2 separate regions of the Mus musculus genome follow, and region 1 is linked to region 2. The links are chromatin contacts, called in public HiChIP or PLAC-seq maps. All regions are on one chromosome and are shown on one strand. Each heading gives the region's core, a stretch centred on a gene start, on an enhancer-like site or on the middle of the called end of the contact. The rest is flanking DNA. Distances are from core to core; before and after follow the strand shown. Region 1 overlaps Dcaf5 (DDB1 and CUL4 associated factor 5). Region 2 overlaps Rad51b (RAD51 paralog B).

Region 1 (2,700 bases), core at 168-2,667, 1.0 Mb after region 2:
GCCATGCACCTGCATTGATGATAGTGGACTGAACCTCTGAACCTGTAAGCCAGCCCCAATTAAATACTGTCCTTATAAGAGTGGCTTTGGTCATGGTGTCTGTTCATGGCAGTAAAAGCCTAACTAAGACATACAGTATATTCTGGTTCACTTATTATGCTATAGTGTAGTGTGTGTTTTATGTGTATATGTGAATGTCTATGTATATGTCTGTGCACCATGCATAAGTCTGGTGGCCAGAAGAGGGCACTGGATCTCTTGGAACTGGGGTTAATGACAGCCACCAGAGAGATGCTGGGAATCTCAAGCCCAAGTTTGCAACAGCTCTTAACCTCTGAGCCATCTCTCCAGCCCTTCCAAGTGCTCATAACTGAGCCGTCTCCCCAGTCCCTCAACAGAATTCTTGATTACCTGGGCCTTATCTCACAGAGGGGTGGTTACCCATGCCACAACCATGTTCTCTTTTATATCTCTGATTCACTGAAGTCAGGCTATGTGAGTATCATTTGTATAGCTTTACTAAGCGGTTATATGTTCTTATTGCATTATTTTTTCTGTAGTTTCATAATGTTTATAACATTTTTAAAGTCATGAAGTGTGATGTTTGCATATGCTCTACCCAGGGAATGGCAGTATTAGAATGTGTAGCCCTGTTGGAGTAGGTGTGGCTTTGTTGGGAGTCATGTGTCACTGTGGGTTTAAGATCCTCATCCTAGCTGCCTGGAAGCCAGTCTCCCACTAGCAGTCTTCAGATGAAGATGTAGAACTCTCAGCTCCTCCTGCACCATGCCTGCCTGGATGCTGCCATGCACCCGCATTGATGATAGTGGACTGAACCTCTGAACCTGTAAGCCAGCCCCAATTAAATACTGTCCTTATAAGAGTGGCCTTGGTCATGGTGTCTGTTCATGGCAGTAAAAGCCTAACTAAGACATACAGTATGCTTCTAAATGACTTCTTTTGCTGATGAGGTCCTGACTTGCCTGAAGATGACCTACAGGAAGAATGGCCCTGAAAACGTTCATGCAGGAGCAGCTGCCAACCTGGCATGGTCATAAACACAACCTGCCAACACCAGCCGCAGCCATGCCTACTTTACCCTCCCAAAGCAATCTTCTCACCAAGGGAGGAATGCTGTGGTACTGCGGCTGTGTGCAGAAACAAGGTTTGGATAAAACATCGTGCCATCCTCCTGGGTGGAATGGATGGAAGACAGCAAAGACAAAAACCATCCCCAGAACTCCAAGTACCAAGGAGGAGTCTAGAATCCCAAGTCCCCAAATGATAAACCCAGCAAAGAAATAAATGATCTTATAATGTCTTGAATACAAGCCACACTCACTCACTCATACACAGAGAATGAAAGGACTGGGCAGCTGGAGCCCAGGCATTTCCTTTATAGGGAGCCCTGGCCACCACAGGCATGCGGTGCTATCTAAACACTGAGTTCAAAAACAATGAAAGGCTTTCAATCTACAGTCAGCATGGAGCTTGCAACTCAGCCAGAATCTGTGGAACTGAGGGTGGGTGAGGGGTGGAACAAGACTCAACAGAAACAAACTTGGCCAGCACAGCCAGCCCAGCAGAGCCCAGCAGAGCCCAGCAGAGCCCAGCACAGCCCAGCACAGCCCAGAACAGCACAGCCCAGCCCAGAACAGCCCAGAACAGCACAGCCCAGCACAAGAGCACAGCCAAGCACAGCACAGCACAGCACAGCACAGCACAGCACAGAACAAGAGCACAGCCAGCACAGCGCAGCGCAGCACAGCACAGCCCAGCACAGCACACACAGCACAGCACAGCACAAGAGCACAGCCAGCGCAGCGCAGCACAGCACAGCACAGCCCAGCACAGCACAAGAGCACAGCACACACAGCACAGCACAGCACAAGAGCACAGCACAGCACAACGCAGCGCAGCGCAGCACAGCGCAGCGCAGCACAGCACAGCACAAGAGCACAGCGCAGCACAGCACAGCACAGCACAAGAGCACAGAGCAGCACAGCGCAGCGCAGCGCAGCGCAGCCCAGCCCAGCCCAGCCCAGCCCAGCACAGCACAAGAGCACAGCGCAGCACAGCACAAGAGCACAGCGCAGCACAGCACAAGAGCACAGCGCAGCACAGCACAAGAGCACAGCACAGCACAGCACAAGAGCACAGCGCAGCACAGTACAGCACAGCACAGCACAGCACAGCACAGCACAGCACAGCACAGCACAGCAGCAGGGTTGACATCAGCTCAAGTCCCTGACAGGAAGCAGGGGCCTCTGCTAAACTCCCTTCTCATCAGTTAATAGTTATCCTCTCTGTCCATTCCAGTCAGGCCTGAAGAGGAGCCTGCCCATCACTGGCCCACGGGTCTATTCTATCCCCACCCAAGATCCTTGACCTGGCATTTATAATTTGGTTAGAGTGCAGGAGTGTGGCTCCAGTAACTTTTCTTCTTCCTGCATTTCTGGGTAAGAAGATTAATCTTTCAACCAAGGAGAGTGCACAAGAACCTGATGTAGTTAGGAGTACATCGTAGAGAACAAAATGTGATTCCTTCCAGAAGAATGGATGGATACATCTCAGCAGGAGTTTATGCAGCTGGCCATTTATAGTGAGAATAAGGAATGATCTATTTTGCCAAGAGAAAAGGCTTTCTTCCCACCGCCTCCCCAAGCCCCCTGAGACAAGGTTTCTCTGTGTAGCCTTGGC
Region 2 (2,700 bases), core at 62-2,561:
GAATACTGATGACAACCGGGCAGCTGCCTGGTGGGAAGATGGCTTCTACTGCCCCCGTTGTGTCTCGTCTTCTGGGGCTACTGGAGTGCAGCAGCTGTGTAGAAAGCAGCAACATTCACGTCAGCATGTTCTAGTCACTGAATGTGTGAGACCAGCGTCTGACAGTGTTGTTTGCTTGGTGAAGGTCACTTCTTGGTGATTGTGCTTTGGTGTGTCTGTCTCCAGCATGGTTATTTACACCTTCAAGACCTAATCTAGCCAGGCACTGTCAAAGCTTCATAGACAGATACCATCACTCTGTAGATTAGGGTTTCAACAGAGAATTTTGGGAGAGATGTAAAATTTTAGTCCACAGCAAATTATCAGATTAGAGATATTCCACCCACCCCCCATCTTCCTTTCTTATTGCTGGGAATTATCTCTAGGGTCCTGGCATGCCACTGAGTTACATTAATAGCTTTCTAGACAGAAAAAGTGCTAATTAAAAGAGTAGTTGGCAGGTTCATAGGCACGCATTTCATAGCCATGCCTTGTAACCTACACAGTGTGTGTGTGTGTGTGTGTGTGTGTGTGTGTGTATTCTTTTGCATTTATCAAATGTTTTATTTTTATTTTTTAAAGTCATGGTGTTTTGCTGGTTAAATATATTCCAACTTGAATCGTTTTAGAACTTTTGCTTATGTTAAGTTGCAGGAGAAAGCACTGGAGATGCTGGCTTAGCCAAACTATCATCTCTTACATTCCCACTTTATTCAGCCATTCACTTTTTTACTGTAACTTTCTTGAAGCCAAGTTACAGTCAAATGAAGGAAACATGTTAATAAAACCGTAAGTGTGAGGAGTGGAAAGAGATAGATTAAGAAAGAGAGAGTTGTCATCTGGGAAACACAACACCAGTGAGGTAGAGACCTTTCCCACGGTCTGTGTCCCGTGTCTGCCCCAGGTTTCCATTACTCCACTCAGACCCATTGTCCAGGTCAAAAGCGTTCTAGCTGGTCTGGCCCCCGACATTTAAGTATTCATTACCTCAGTCAGTGCATGCATATCTGTATTTAATGATGTTTGTGCTTGCTTACTTAGGGCTTTTAAACTCTTTGCCGTTTTAGAATTCAGGGTCATCAGTGTGTGTATGTGGGATAAACCCCCAACCAAACAGAAAACTATGATTTCCCCTTTCATCTGTGTCCCATGTTATACCAATGTTCCCTGAAAATAGCAACAGTTTTCTGGGAAAGGTCCCGACTGAGGCTGTTCTCACCCTTTACCCCGGCTCTCCAATTCATGTTTCCATCTTCCAGTGTGGTCATGTGCTTGCCCAAGCCTGGCTTGTGAACCGTGGAGGATATTCGTGGGGTTTTGTTTTTTAAGCCATACACTGTGCACATGATGCAGTATTTAATTTGGAACGAGCTCCAAGTTGAGTCACACGTGCTTCTTGTGGTGTTTATCTTGGAGTCCACATGTAGGAGGAAAGTATTTTTGCATTTTATACATCTGGACACTGTTCATGGTCTTTCTGTGACTTGGGAATTGTGTGTGGGGCAAAATCCAAGGAATAGTATTAAAATAACACGGAGTTATAATGAGGTCCGAGTGCAGCCCCTCAGGAGTACCCTTCTGATCCCCGCAGAGTTTGACTTTGGACGTGGTGAACTTTTTCAGCTGTGTGGTTCACTGGTGGCCTGAGTAGATTGGTGGACTATAAATTACCCGACACCCTCCCATGCAGTCCGTGTGCTGCTAGACATGAAGTCTAAACGTCTTTGGCAAATTTGGTTCTTTAAGGGGAGTGTTTTGACTTGATTTTGTATGGGGCAAGATAGGCAAACTGAGTTCTGCTCACGGCTGCCCTGCCTGCTAATCCACTGCACCTTATGAGACTTTTTAGGGTCTCTCATTGATCTTCTGCTCCTCCCTCAGTTCATGCATCCAGAACTACAGTGACCCCGAGACCATCTCAGGCTGTGTGTGAGGGTTGAGGGCGATGGAGGTGATGGTGGTGTCCGTCGTGTCTGCTGACTTTATCCTTTTTATGATCTCACACAGGAGGTTGTCATTTAAAACAGGGTAAATGTGATGTGGTTGCTCCAGTGCCAGGTTTTGGGTAGGGGTCTGCTAGAATAGGGCAGGTGAGAAGAGCGTATAGAATGTTGCTGCTCTGAGTGAGATTGCATACGGACAGTGGATAGGGTTGCTTCTTTGTCCCTCAGCCTGGTTTCCTTTAGTATCTGCATGAATTCTGTAATGCAGATGCAAGCTGGGAAGGCAGAGTAAAGCTTCAAATGGACTGGCCCTTGAATGAAAGAGGGCAATGTGTTGTCCATCATTTGGGTGGAAAGCTGTTTGGATCTTTACTTTCTATATAAGGGCTGTTTGCTTTTCCCTTCTTTCAATGTATTAAAGAGAAGAAAAATCTAATAAAGTAATTGGACCTACTGGTTATAATTCATACAGAATTTTCAAGTGTGTTTAATAGTGGTCTCTCATACAACTTTAAAGAAATGAATAATTGGAGAGGAAGGGTCACAGTTGTGTTGTAGTTTGGGACCCAGCAGAGTCCGAGGAGGTTTGAGTGATTGGGTGAACTGCTCATCTGGGAGCTGTTTCTTTTGGCTGCCTTTTGTGCCTCTCCTTGGGGACAGCCCTCCTTTACTCTTATAATGTATTTTGCAACTTTCAGTGAGAAAATAGCCATCAAAA

What was found. HiChIP or PLAC-seq counts read pairs in DNA pulled down with a chosen protein or histone mark.
Region 1: a contact with region 2 is called in an H3K27ac HiChIP or PLAC-seq map of the NIH/3T3 cell line, with 9 times the contacts expected there. The contact joins two enhancer-like sites. A contact is called at or near these places in 12 of 39 promoter capture datasets (the 3T3-L1 cell line, 3T3-L1-derived adipocytes, the C10 cell line and 8 more), 31 of 484 Hi-C or Micro-C datasets (the Ba/F3 cell line, the C10 cell line, CD4 T cells and 23 more), 4 of 115 datasets of contacts at active chromatin or transcription factors (the NIH/3T3 cell line, astrocytes, bone marrow-derived dendritic cells and 1 more) and 1 of 9 other capture datasets (liver).

The regions. Positions count from the first base shown.
Region 1 is chr12:80,378,509-80,381,208 of GRCm38.p6, forward strand. The region is part of intron 5 of Dcaf5 (DDB1 and CUL4 associated factor 5); the gene reads right to left. Among named protein-coding and RNA genes, the nearest start is that of Mir1843a, 12 kb to the right of the region's middle. Within about 2 kb of position 1,418, at least 137 of the 459 cell types and tissues checked have an H3K27ac peak or open chromatin away from gene starts, as enhancers often do. A contact at or near this core is called in the HL-1 cell line, the NIH/3T3 cell line, embryonic fibroblasts and 2 more, where this site is marked.
Region 2 is chr12:79,353,445-79,356,144 of GRCm38.p6, forward strand. All of the region lies in intron 7 of Rad51b (RAD51 paralog B), which reads left to right. Among named protein-coding and RNA genes, the nearest start is that of Rad51b, 58 kb to the left of the region's middle. Within about 2 kb of position 1,312, at least 56 of the 459 cell types and tissues checked have an H3K27ac peak or open chromatin away from gene starts, as enhancers often do. A contact at or near this core is called in the HL-1 cell line, the NIH/3T3 cell line, embryonic fibroblasts and 2 more, where this site is marked.